Regions from separate parts of the Sus scrofa genome. Here region 1 is linked to region 2. Evidence: chromatin contacts called from public promoter capture Hi-C data. All regions are on one chromosome and are shown on one strand. The core of a region is the stretch at or near the end of the contact, and the rest is flanking DNA. Distances in the headings are between cores, read along the strand shown. Region 1 has its middle 17 kb from the start of SUCO. Region 2 holds the start of C9H1orf105.

What was found. Promoter capture Hi-C pulls out the DNA fragments that hold promoters and counts their contacts.
Region 1: a promoter capture Hi-C map of liver shows a contact between it and region 2, with 5 times the contacts expected there. The contact joins the enhancer-like site here to the promoter of C9H1orf105 in region 2. A contact is called at or near these places in 1 of 5 promoter capture datasets (liver) and 8 of 47 Hi-C or Micro-C datasets (alveolar macrophages, embryonic fibroblasts, epiblast stem cells and 3 more).

The regions. Positions count from the first base shown.
Region 1 is chr9:114,896,926-114,903,588 of Sscrofa11.1, reverse strand. No RefSeq gene overlaps it. Among named protein-coding and RNA genes, the nearest start is that of SUCO, 17 kb to the left of the region's middle. Within about 2 kb of position 5,253, at least 6 of the 83 cell types and tissues checked have an H3K27ac peak or open chromatin away from gene starts, as enhancers often do. A contact at or near this core is called in fetal liver and liver, where this site is marked.
Region 2 is chr9:114,827,155-114,834,027 of Sscrofa11.1, reverse strand. It overlaps C9H1orf105, which reads right to left and starts at 5,614. Exons shown (of 6, transcript XM_021063651.1): 1 at 5,523-5,614; 2 at 2,052-2,142. The coding sequence starts at 5,614. It also overlaps a transcript of PIGC not described here.

The sequences.
Region 1 (6,663 bases), core at 4,004-6,503, 70 kb before region 2:
AAAGTATGAAAATGGCGGGGGTAGAATGTACTTTCCGAAAATTCTTTCAGTTCCACATGTTCTTCTGGAACCTTGCCACTCCACGATGAAGAGCAGGGTCTAACTCTCCTCCCCTTGCAAGCACTGGGGAGGTGGGCTTTATGACTGCCTCTATAAATAGGAAGCGGTGACAGTGAGGCTCTGTGCTATCCAGGGCTATGCCATAAAAGACCGTAAAAGGAGATAGGGATTCTGCGTGGCTCTCTGTCTTACTTGGACACACCCTCAGAAAACAACCTCCATATCATAAGGAAGCCCAGACAACAGAGGGAGGTCACATGTAGGTATTTAGACCAATAGCCTCTGCTTAGATTCCAGCCAAAAGCCAGCATCCATTGCCAGATGTCTGAGTGAATGAGCCTTCAGAGAATTCCAGCCACCAGCTATCAAGTCAGTCCAAGCCTTTCAATCTTCCAGAGAAGGACCCAGACATCGAGGAGCAAAGACCAAACCTCCCATGTGCCTTGTCCTTATGTCTGACCCACAGAATCCATAAGCACAAAAAGGCATTGCTTTACACCACTGAGTTTTGGGATGGTTTTACTACACAGACAGCAACTGGAACAATGGTTAATACAATGAAAGGAAGAGAACAAAAAAGTTACCTAAGCTATAGAACAAAACATGAATTATGGAAATTGCCCCCATATTTCTGTGAGAAAAATAATTGGATGGCCTGTTATGAACATAAGAGAGAGAATCCTGTATTCTCACAAGAATATTTGTGAACAAAAAGTCAACAGAAATTGATGCATGATTTTTCAAGATTTCATTACATATCATTTTTACATTTTTTAGGTTCATGATAGTTAATTTGGAAAAATGCCAAAACCAAATACCAAAATACCAAATACCAAAATACCAGACAAATACCAAGAAAACAATAATCCCTCTGCTCAGAGTTCCCCTTGTGGCTCAGTGGTAACAAACCCAACTAGTATCCATGAGGATACGGGTTTGAGACCTGGCCTCACTCAGTGGGTTAAGGATCCTGCATTGCTACAAGCTGCAAGCTGTGACATAGGTTGCAGATGTGGCCTGGATCCTGCATTGCTGTGGCTGTGGTATAGGCTGGCACCTATAGCCCCAATTTGACCCCTAACCTGGAAACTTCCATATGCCTCAGGTGCAGCCCTAAAAAGAATATAAATAAACAAACAAACAAACAATCCCTCTGCTCAAAGTCAACCATGGTTAATATTTTTCTATATTTCTTTTCTTTCCTTTTTCTAAATGTGTATTTTCAGGACATGATGGAGATCACACTATCAACGCAACATTGTAATCCCGCATAGTCTCCCCATCCATCATTTAGTTTAGTTCCCTCCACCAGAATTGTCCCAGGCTACTCTTTTCTGCCCAGCTGAAGCTCTTCCTCCTCCAGGAAGCCTGCTAGGATCACCCAACCCACAGAGATGTCTACCTCAAGATATAGCACTTATTTGCTATGCAATCACATATTAATTACTTCAGGACATTTTATGTATTTATCTTTTAACATATGATATCTACATCATATCATTTTTCCATTATGCCCTATCTTTCTAACAAGATTGAAAATGACTTCAGGGAAGAGATCAGTATTTCAATCTTTCTATTCCCTACAACACCAAATACATATGTGGCATACACTAAATATTTGCTGAAAGAAAGGAAAAGATGAGAAGAAAGGAAGGAAGGAAAGTTTCACTACTAATACTTTTGATGTTTGTTTCATTGTTATTTCATCTCAAAACCACATACGTTTTTAATTATTATAAATCTAACATGTATATGGCTATGAATACATATATATACATATATGAATATATATACAGTATGAATACCTTTAGGATTTTATCTGAACGAATGTATTATAAGGCCTACATTATCTTTCACAAATATGTCTTTTTTTTTATTTTTATTCTTTGCTTTTTAGGGCCACACCTGCGGCATATGGAAGTTCCCAGGCTAGGGGTCAAATCAGAGCTACAGCTGCCCACCACAGCCACAGTCACAGCAATGCCAGATCCGAGCCATGTCTGCAACCTATACCACAGCTCACAGCAACGCTGGATTCTTAACACACTGAATGAGGCCAGGGATCGAATCCGGATCCTTTTGGATCCTAGTCGGGTTCGTTAACACTGAGCCACAACGGGAACCCTGCAAATACGTCTTTATTATAGAAGTAAAATTGGGTATTCAAAACAGCTTTTTAATGTTCACATTTTATCTCCAGAGTATATTATCATGACATGGTAAGGGTATGTATGTACACATTAGAGAACGAAAGCACTAGGCAATTTTGTTTGATGTGTCAAAGGCTTCAGCATACAGGCAGACTAGACTGCAGGATGGGATGGAGACTGCCTGAAACTGTTCCAACATCAAGTTAGAACTTTCAGGAAAAGGCTGGAGAAGGAAAGGGAGAATATAAACTATTCAGTTTTTAGTACTGGCCAAGAGGATGCAGAAGGAGCCAAATGCAGCAGCACTTAAACAGTAAGTGCAATTTAGTGGACATTTTGGCATTTGGAGGAGAGATAAAGAAAGAGAGGGGAGGAGAAAGAGAGAGAGAGGCTCTCTCCAAACTGAAAGATGTTTTCAAAATATTGAACTGAGGTTTGAGAAGCCCTGGTGAGTTTCTACATCTATAAGACCAACAGCTGCAGGATAAAGGCCAAAGTGAAGAGAGAGAGAATTATCACAGCTCTGAAGAGAGAGGTTCTATAAGATATGTAATCAGGACCAGAAGGTGATATTTTCATCACTTCTCTCTGTGTTCATCCTCTCTTCTCCCCACCCTCTCAGCCTTCAGCTTATTCACTAAGACACACACATGCATACCACTTTTTCAAAACTTGCTAAATTTTATCAAGCGGGTCATATTCTGTTTCAGTGCCAGTGTATTTTCATCACAGAGATGAACTTTCGCCCGACCCAGAGTAAATGCTGCAGGTGATCAGAGAAGAAGAGAAGGGATGGAGCAAGCTGAGCTACTCAAGGAAGGCAGAGGAAGAGATGGGCCTACGACTGGGCCTCAAAGCATGGATGCACTTTTCCTGGCAGAAGGAGCACGTGAACCGCTATGCTGCCTGTGTGCCTGTCGTGTTGCTGCTATGGGATGGTGCTCTGCAGGCAGTGGGAAGTGTACAAGCTAAGGTCTGGAGGTATGCCTCACACTAAGGAAAGAGAAAGAAGTTCAATTCACAGGCTGCTGACCTGTCTGAGAATGATAGGCTGGAAAGGTACACAGCAGGTTTTACAAGGCCTTGAAAGCTGCCTCCCCCAGTAGTACTGCTCTCCTCTTTGCCCAGGGAAAGCTTTCCTGGGTGGAATTATTTCCATTTGTTTTTGTTGTTGTTGCTATTTTAGCGCCATGCTTGTGACATATGGAGGTTCCCAGGCTAGGGGTCGAATCGGAGCTGTAGCTACCACCGGCCTACACCACAGCCACAGCAACGGGGGATCCAAGCCTTGTCTGTGTCCTACACCACAGCTTATGCCAACGCCGGATCCCCAGCCCACTGAGCTAGACTAAGGATCGAACTCACATCCTCATGGATCCTAGTTGGGTTTGTTAACCTCTGAGCCATGAAGGGAACTTCTGGAATTATTTCCATTTCTTTGCTGAGAGAAGTCAATATAGATTCTTGGCCTTGATCTTGAAAAAAAAAATCACCTAATACATCTCTTACCTGTCAAAGATCAGCAGATGGTTACCTTACCGGAGAAAAACTGATTTGTTTGATAGGTTAAACAGTTTACTCCTAAGAGAAGACCATTAATTACAAGAGAACTAGGAAATGCAAAGAGCCTTCCTTTGAGGTCATCAGAACACTCAAATATTATTTCATTAATCTTAGTATTCTTACAATATCACAAACCCGCCCAGGTAAAAACATATTAGAGGGAGAGAAGGAAGGAGGGAGAATATAGACAAGGGAAAAGGGGAGAGAAAAGGAGGAGAGATGAGGAGCCTGGGGAAAAGGAGTGATTAGGAATGAGGCCCGTCCTGCAACTTGTTGTGGTAACCCTCACAAAGCCATTTCTCTGTTCTCCTGCATGTTCCAGAAAAACAAGCTTGGAAGAGTTGACCTATAGTTGTAGGAGGCCTAGTGAGCAGTGGAAGAGAGCCTACATCTCTTTCCTTTTTAATTACTTGCTTTTACTGGCAGCAATAAATGGACAGTTTAGGGGCATGACTTTTTTTTTTTTTTTTTTTTTTTTTTTTAGAAAAAGGGATTTATTTAAGAATGTAAAAAGCTAGAAGCTGAATAGCGATAGGAGCAATGAGTTGACAAAAATAATGCATCTTAGGAAACAAGGCCTAGTCGCCTGCCTTCCTGTTGCAGTGGATTAAGAAACTGAAAATGCATAATCAGGAAGCAAGTCCCCAGGGTCTGTCTTTTGTACCAAAAGTAACTGGGGAGCACCCGGGTTCAGAGAAATGGTTCTTCCTCAGCATACTTACTTTGTTCTTAGCATGTTTATTTGAACATTCAGACACCAGCAGGGAGTGCATAAAAGGACAAACAAGCACCATGCAACCCTGCTGCCAAGGGCCACCATCTTCAAAATAAGACACAACGTCAGGCATTCCAACTCCTGACAACTGTCATTCATCAAAAGAGATCCCAGGAGAGTTCCCTTTGTGGCACAGTGGAAACGAATCCAACTAGTGTCCGTGGGGACACAGGTTCGAGCCCTGGCCTGGTTCAGTGGGTTGGAGATCCTGTGTTGCCGTGAGCTGTGGTGTAGTTCGCAGACACGGCTCAGATCCGGTGTTGCTGTGGCTGAGGTACAGGCTGGCAGCTGTAGTTCTGATTAGACCCCTAGCCTGAGAACTTCCATGTGCTGCAGGTGTGGCCCTAAAAACAAACAAACAAAAACAAAAAAAAGAGAGAGAGAGAGAGAGATCACAGGAGCCAAAGGGATGCATCCTAAAGGCAGTGATGTCCCCAGGAAGGGTAAATACAAAAGTGAAATTAGCTTTAGTATTACAGTGTTGTGATAAGGAATAACTGATTTTTTTTCCTGAATTATCCAATTAATGACTCTATTTTAATTGTAGGTAAAATCACCAGTATGTATCCATCTTATGTTTCCCTAAGAGAACATTTTTTATTTGCCAAATGACATTTCATGTGAAGTTGGCAAATTGTGTATTGATTGGGACAGGCTGTGCAGAAGTGTTTATCTTAAGGTCCCACACAGCTCTATGACCTTCTGATATCACCAGGGTAATATCACTTCTTCCAAGACCCAGCTGTCTTTGAACACGTGTTACATGAGGCTTTCAACGAGTAAATAAAATTCCATGAGTAGGGGGATGGTCCATCTCTATTCAGTCCTTTAATTCCAACCTGCTGTGTTTCATCTTTCACACCTTTTGGCCACACAGAGAACTTGTTGACACTGCAAAAAGCAAACACACACACAAAGACGTGGGAAAGAACAGATGGTCTTTAATCATGCCGCATGACTACTCAAGTTATGGTTGCGCTATTCTTTGTTATTTCTCTGCAAACTGCTTAATTTTGTGTTCATAAAATGAAAACTAGCAAAGAAAGACTATTCTTCTCACTCCCACTCCTACTGCTATGGAATACCTAACTGTTGATTTAACTTGCTGACTCTGATACAATGGAGACCAGGGTCAGAAGAAGGGGACCAGGTCATGGTATCAGAAAAAAAACAGATTCTGATGCCAGAACCCCAGCCCTTCAGTCAACACTGATGAGGCCTTACTTAAGGCTCTTAATTTCCCTATGTCTCTGTAAAATGAGAATGCTGAGACGCCATTGAAGTTGAAATGAGAATCAAACGAAGTTATGGGAGCATCATGCAAAGTGCCAGGAGGGAGCAGTCAATTGAATCTGAATCTGAATCACTGGGTGGAAGAGAACACAAAATGCTTGAAAAATAACCATTAGGACTATTTTTAGTCCTAAAAGCCATTCTGCTAGTTGAGGAACATGTTCTGTGTGCTGTCCTTACTAATCTGGAGGTTAACAGAAAAGTTCCTTTTATTTTCTCAACAATGAAGCAAAGAAGTGAGTTTTCCTCAATGAATTTTTTCAGCTTTCCAGCCTAAGATCTGCACACAATAAATCAGACAGAAGCATTATTTTTTAAGTCCATGTTGTCTCCCTTTCTTATACACATTTCCAAGAGCTCTGCCTACAAAGATAATTCTGATGTTCGGCTTTCTTCTAAGCATTCAATAATTACTTTCACAAATTCCTTTCATTAACAAGGTGAAAAATACCCTTAAGTTATGTGAAATATGTCAATTTCTTTAACGTATTTAAAGCTGAGAGGTACAAATTGGACATATGATTGTCCATATTCTAGAGAGCCTACATATCTATATTTTCATGTCTGGGGAGAAAGTAAGTTCTTACTTATTTTTTTAAATTAAAAAAATTATTATAGGAGTTCCTGTCGTCGCGCAGTGGTTAACGAATCCGACTAGGAACCATGAGGTTTCGGGTTCGGTCCCTGCCCTTGCTCAGTGGGTTAACGATCCGGCGTTGCCGTGAGCTGTGGTGTAGGTCGCAGATGCGGCTTGGATCCCACGTTGCTGTGGCTCTGGCGTAGGCCGGTGGCTATAGCTCCAATTGGACCCCTAGCCTGGGA
Region 2 (6,873 bases), core at 4,365-6,864:
CAGAGAGAACTTGTTAAAACAATCCTTATCCTCCTTTGCCTTCCCACAGTTTAATTACCTTTACACAACTGCCTTTTTTTTTTTTTTTTTTTTTTTTGAAGTACTATAAAAACATTCAGGTTTTGCCACTTTGGGTCTTCATATCCTTATGAAGGCTCATAGGGAAACTTACAGTAAATAAATTTGTACGCTTTTCCGTTAATCGGTCAATTTAATGCTCAGGCCCAGGCACAAACTCAAAGATGGCTAATGTAAAATTTTGCCTCCTCTCCATCTGCGTGCCCTTCCAAGCAGCCCCGACACGGTGAGGGTGAGGGGGTGACAGAGAGGGTGAAGGTTAGGGGGAGGGGGAAAGGTACCTGAGTTCCCTTTCCCAGCAGGAGCTACGGACTCATGACCATCTGGATCCACCCAAAGACTCGCCTCCGGATCTGCCTATTTATTGGCCAGGCCGCGGAAGTTGTTGCTCTTGGCTTCCATCTAGCGGCCACGTATGACTATTGCAGCTATGAAACGCTACGCCCTCTGGAAGGCGGACTTCCCGCTGGCCTTCCTCGTCATTGATGCTTTTCTCCCCTGCCTCCAGCCCTGCCAGGCTGGTGCCTAGAGTCTTAGTGCCTCCGACTGGCACGGTACACCGAGATCCAGGCCAAACCTGGGACGAGAAGGCGCTCGGGGGCAGGGGAGAGCCCGCCTCCATAAGAAGTTCAGAGACTGAGGGACTAGAAAGCTTCTTGGGCCTCTGCAGCAACCGCCGAGTCAGTGCGGTCTCCGCTCAGGCCCCTCCGTGCATGCTTTACCGACTTGCCGGTCCAGTCCAGGACGTTAGGGGGATTCGTGCTTGACGCTCAAGCACAGCCCTGACTTTGCCACTCATGTGCTTGTAAACCAACACATCCTCTCCGCGTCCTGGTGGGGTCCACGCCCGTCCTTGGTTCCCTCCCACCTTAGCCCGAGCTCTGGGCAGCCTGATTCTTTGATGTTCTTCAAGCACTCCTCGCGCGCTTAATCCCCACGTCGTTGCCCCCCTCCCCCCGGCTCTTCCTCCGCATGTGGAAATATCTTCCAGATCCAGTGCAGACGCCACCCCCCTCTTGATCATTCCCTCACTCCATCTCCGCTCACCCCTCCCCCAGCCTGCAGATGACCTTTCCTCCCACCTCCTCCCGCAAGTACTTTGCCCCTCTCCCTCTGACACTTGTTCCGCGGTTGGGTACCTGGCCGTCCGCCCACTCGTTAGCGTAGGTGGCATCTGACGTACTCACCTCTGCATCTGTCTTCAACCAAATAACAAGAGCTTCGTAAGCACTTAGCCACTGAAACGAGGGCTCGCCCTAACCGTGGATCACGCCTGGCTCTGGCTGTGACGGGGGCCCTGTGCCCTTCAACTGCTGCTTTCGGTAGTCCTGTGTGTCTGACCTGTGATTGTTGCGGTGAAGAAACTGCTCACGTTCCCAAGTGCCCTCTGTCTTTCTCTGCCTGGGGTCGGTACTCACTGCAAAAGAGCCCCTAATGTGGGGAACCCCCTGTGGAGCACAGCCAGTGTCCCCCAGTGGAGAGGATTCCTCTGAGGAGAGAGGAGGGGAGGAGGTCCTCATGTGAGCTTCCATGGGTTTAGAGGGTTGTAGGTGGGAAGCAGAGGGATTCATGGCGGTGGTGGAAGGGGGTTAAAGACTCCAGAAAGGAGGATTGGTTCTGGACACAGGCTGAGAAGCAGCTTCTGAAGTTCTCAGGGAAGATCTCTCAATGTGAATTTGGCAGGGAGGGGTGTGTGTGTGTGTAGTGGGGGGGGGGTGTTCCCTTTTTGATGATTCTAACCTGATGCCTTTATTCTTAGTTCTAGTGGAGGGTGGTGGTGGGGGGAGCCCTAAGATGCTCAGGACCACGTGAGGGGGTGTTCATTCATCTCATAGAACAAACCTCTTGAACAATGATGACGTTCCAGACTCAGGCTGTGCTAGGGAGGTAGGAAATGCCTTTGCATTCACTTTCTCTGTCATCCTAGAACCAGCTATGGGTTTCTTTTCAATTAAAAAAAAAAAATTGAGTACCTTCGATACGATATCTGGCACTTGGAACAAAATTGGCAAATTCTTATCCTTCTTGGATGAACCCAAAAAAGTGGCAGAGGATTGAGGATATCTGAATAATCAAAACAAGAGTGAGTTAGAACCGTAGTCCAGGTTAGGAGAGCCAGGTCCCTGGCTGTTTCAGAGAAAACTCCAGGAACACCCAAGGACTTGCTCCCCACCCTGATCCTGAAGGACTCCGAGCCACTTTGGAGCTGCCACAAGATTTTCTCTCTTTAGTCACTCTGGCTTCTCTGTCCTTTTGGTTTTGAACTAACCAGCGCCAGTCGTGGATGGTTGGAGACTGTGCAAATAAGGCCAGAAAAAAAATGTGTTCATGAAAGCAGCTGTATAAGGAGAAATGCACCCCAGAGTTCCTTCTTGGAAAAGCCCATGCAGAAGTTACTAGTGTTTAACCAGAGCAGTCCTTTCTGCCTGGCCTGCTTTCTCAGAGTTTCTGTCCCCGCACCCAGAAACAATCCACCATTTGCTCCCATGGAACATCTTCTCCCTCCAGTTTTCTTCCAGAACATTCTTTCTTTCCAGGCAGAAGGTGAGGCAGAGATGCTGCAGAGATTTTACCCGTTCTCCTCACAGCACGACCCACCTTGCTGGCTGCTATGGTTCATTTTATTACAGTCTAAGGAGCCAAGGTGTGCAGGGCCTGGACCTCGTAAACAGCCCTTGTGTGCAGCTCTGTACATGCCCTGGCCTCCAAGAAATGGAAACTCACTCAGAATGCCGGCGGTTCTGCCAAGAACAACCTCTCCTCTCTCATGAGGAAAGATTTCATTGTCCATTATTCATTTATAACAAAGGCATGTGCAAGGAGTTTGATGTGCACAAGGCATTTGTTTTATTTCTCCCACCATTTCCCTGGGCCCCGGGAGAGCAGGGAGTTGGGTCTGAGCCAACTCCTTCACTGCCTTTGTCTATGATATGTGAACAGCTGGCCTTGGACTTGACACCCAAGAGCTGGCCAGGAGAGACCAGAGGCCACTTTAGAACAGCAGTTCAGCACATAATCATCTCATACAAATAGGACCTCAGTGTGACCTGAGAGCTTTCAAGACTGATGATGGTTGTGGCTTCAGCACCATCAGGCCAAACTGAGAGTCCCCCTGGAAGGAAGCGGTCTGAAGGCAGTGACCTTCAGAACTGGGTCTCCCCTCCTCTAAGCCCCCAGGCGTGTTCCCAGAGCTCACAATTAAGGGTGCTCTGAGCACATTTCACTAAATGTTCCTCTTTTTCAGACTGTTCTGTGTTGGGACTGCTTGTCCAAAGCTAGGTAATACTTCAGACACATTCAGAACTTTCTAACCAAGTTCTCAGAAAGGGGTTTTGCCAAAATAAACAGCTTGGGACTCAGAGCTTTGGTCAGATGAGTTTACAGTTCTCAAGAATTGTAGGTACTTAAAGCATCCTTTCAAAGGATTTTCCATTCCTATCTTGTCCTTCTGAAAGCTCAGGGCACCTCACAGGTGCTGTCCAGGAGTCTTAGAATTCTTGTGAGGTAGGTGAGTGCCATTTCTCTTAACAAGAGTTTAGATGACTCCCCAAGTCCTCCCAGTACAGACATGAGTAAAGCCTCAGGTTGTGTGAGGTCATTTCTCCTTGCAACCAGCTCAAGTCTGGCTGGCTGGAGGGAACACTCCTGTGTCCCTTCCCAGATGGCTGTCCCCTCTGACACTCCAGGGCCCCCCACTTTATGCCCCCTTCCACACCTCCTGCCAAAGGCTTGTTCAATCGAGGAATGAGGTAGCTGGGGGGTGAGAGAGCTATGCACAAAGATGCTTCGCTTCTGGCTGCAGGGGTAGGTCTGAGGGGTATGGGGGTGGGATAGGAAAGTGGGATATTACCCTCTTTAGACCCTAGCCATTGCACATAAAAGTCCATATTTCCACCACTGCTGGAAAAACCAGCAGATCTGGCCACTGGGTTCACATACTTTCTGGTAACATTGAGTAGGTAGAGGCAGACTGTCCCTCTCGGAGGGAGGTGATCTCCCCTTCACTACAATTCCCTTTAGGCCAGATCTACTCATTTATGTCATCCATCTGTCATTGTCGTGCAAATTTGTACCTGCCCCTAATTAACAGGTGCTAAATTGTCATTACCCATGCTGATCCTTGAGGTACTAACTCTTAATACGAACTAAGTCACCTGTGTTTTTTTTTTAATAAACAAGCCTTCAGGTTTACTCAATCTAGGATTGCTGCTTTATACTAAGACAGTAGCTAGAGTTCAAATATATTCAAAGCTATGAAAAACAAAACAAAACAAAACAAAACCGAACAACAAGTACTTCATAGGTGCTCTGAAAATACACAGAACTGTCTAGCTGCTTACTGAGAATGTGGTTTTTAAAAAGTGCATCGGACAAAGCAAAGGTACCTGTTATTGGAAGGGGGATGAGGAGAGAGTATTCCTCATGGAGAGTCATTTATTCATGGCAGGAGGGTATGTGACAGCTACCAACAGGGGAACTCTTTTCAGAGAGTATAGTCTTTCTAGCAAATGACGTTACATGCCAGGGAGCCAACTTTTCATCTATGATGTGCCTATGGACCTGTCTCCTGGCCTGCCCTTTCCTTAATCTTCCCTGATTTCTCCCATTCACCCCTACGTGAACCTCTTACCTACCCTCCCTTTCATTCCCCCCTTCCAGCCCGGTGTCTGTCACCAAATTCAAGCATCGAAACTGGGGGAGGAGGAGTTCCCACTGTGGCTTAAGAATCTGAACTGTAGTCGCTCAGGTCCAGATGGAAGTGAGGGTTCAATCTCTGGCCCCACACAGTGGGTTAAGGATCTGGCTTTGCCACAGCTGCAGCATAGGTCGCAGTTAAAATTTGTAAATTTCAAACTAATGCGAGGAGAAAAGGTAAAATGATGAAGAGGATGGAAGTTTTTTGAAAGTCAGTGCCTATGGGTAGAATTCTTTTGTATATATTTTTCTTCCTTTTTCCCCCTTTCTCTTTTTTTTTTTAATGGCTGTACCTGCAGCACATGGAGGCTTCTGGGCTAGGGGTCAAATCAGAGCTGCAATCGAAGTCCCACACCAGTCATGATCCAGTCGCATCTGTGACCTACGCTGCAGCTTGCAGCAATGCCAGACCCTTAACCCACCGAGCAAGGCCCGGGTTTGAGCCCACATCCTCACAGACACTATATCAGACTCTCAAGCCACTGAGCCATAAAGGGAACTCCCAAAAATTCTCTTGTATTGTTTAGTTGTGGTGGTACAGAGGAAGGTTAATTGGCCTTCTTCAGCCAGGCCAATTCTCAGGGCTCACTTTTGTCTCAGAAACCTTGACCATTTCTGATTTTTTAGCACTTTACTTCTTTCCCTCAACCGACCAGCTGTGCCCCTTGAATAATTGCCCCTAACTCTTAAGAAATCATCTTCTATGAGGTCTTTCTTGAGACCTTTGCTCTCAGTGGCTGAGCTATTACCTTTTGGGGAGGCTGAGTATTAATGGCTTGTTCGTGAGGCTGGCCTTGCTAAACCAGGGAGTCTTGTCAAATCTTGGAACAGAAACCTGGAGAGAAATGGAAAGAGATCATTTTGCAGGATTTATTCCTCCCGACCATTGCCATTGTTAGGATGACCAAAGTCAGTGCAGTCAACACTTTATAAAACATTTTTAAGTTTTGTATTTGACCCTGTTGACTCTCCCAAGAGTAAACAGTGTTATCTCCATTTTACAGATGAAGAAATCAAATCTTAGTGTGATTTGCTAAGTCACACAGCTAGTGAGTGAATTTAGGTTTTCTGACTTTTGTGTCTACTATATCCCTTTGCTTCTTCATTATTCCTAGCTGTTTATGTATCCTCTAAAATGTCCATGACTTCAACTGAACTTTATCAGCCTCCTATTCTAAGTGTTTGGCTGCTTTCAGTCACAGGGCCCTTCTCCCTCATCCCTTCTAGGAGACAAAGAAGAAAGAACTGTACTTTGAAGCTACAGACAACTGGATGTCAGTCTTGGTTAATGAAGCTGTAAAACAAGTGGATGTTGATATTGACTAATCCACTTTCCAGCAGCATGGCCTTGGACAAGTCACAACCTCTCCCAGCATCAGTTTTGTCTTCCGCGAAAGGACGACATTATTATCACTTCACAGATCAATGCATGAGTCAGAAAGTTCCACGAGGGCAGGAATTTTTTTTTTTTTCTATTGCTTAGCTGCTGTATCACTAGCACCTACAGCAGTGCTTGATACTTGCAGAAATTTAGTGAATGTGTCTAGTGTATTCATGGATGCTTCGAAAGTCCCTAGCCGAAGGTCTGGTTTCATAATAGAGCGCGATCAAAGTAGCCATTATAATCTCTCTTCTCCCAGTCCAGCCTCTGTCCTTTGCCTTTCTGGTGCCAAATCCCAATCTCCATGTCCAGGATTTGCTTTCCAGGCATCACCCATTCTTCTAGGGAGAGGAGCCGGGAGTTCCCTTGCGCGGCCAGGAGGGGGCAGCAGTGACCTCAAGGCCGCGCGGGCAGAGGAAGGACGCTCTGGCCGCAGAGGTTGTGGCGGCCCCGGAAGTGCTCGGCCGCCGGCGCGACCCCGGCGCCCCGGATGGGGAAGGAGGCGGGCGGCCGCCCTCGCCCGGCCGCGCACCCCTAGGAACTCGCGGGCAGGTGGGTTCCGAGTGGGAGTCAGTATTTCCGGGCCTCCTCCGCCATCCCCCGCAGGGCCGAGGCTGGGTGAGGGGTGGCGGCGGGCGGGGTACACCCTCGGGGACACCCTCCCCTTCCCCACCCCCTCCCCAGCCCTGTCCCCGACCCAGCGGGCGGGCGTTGCCCTT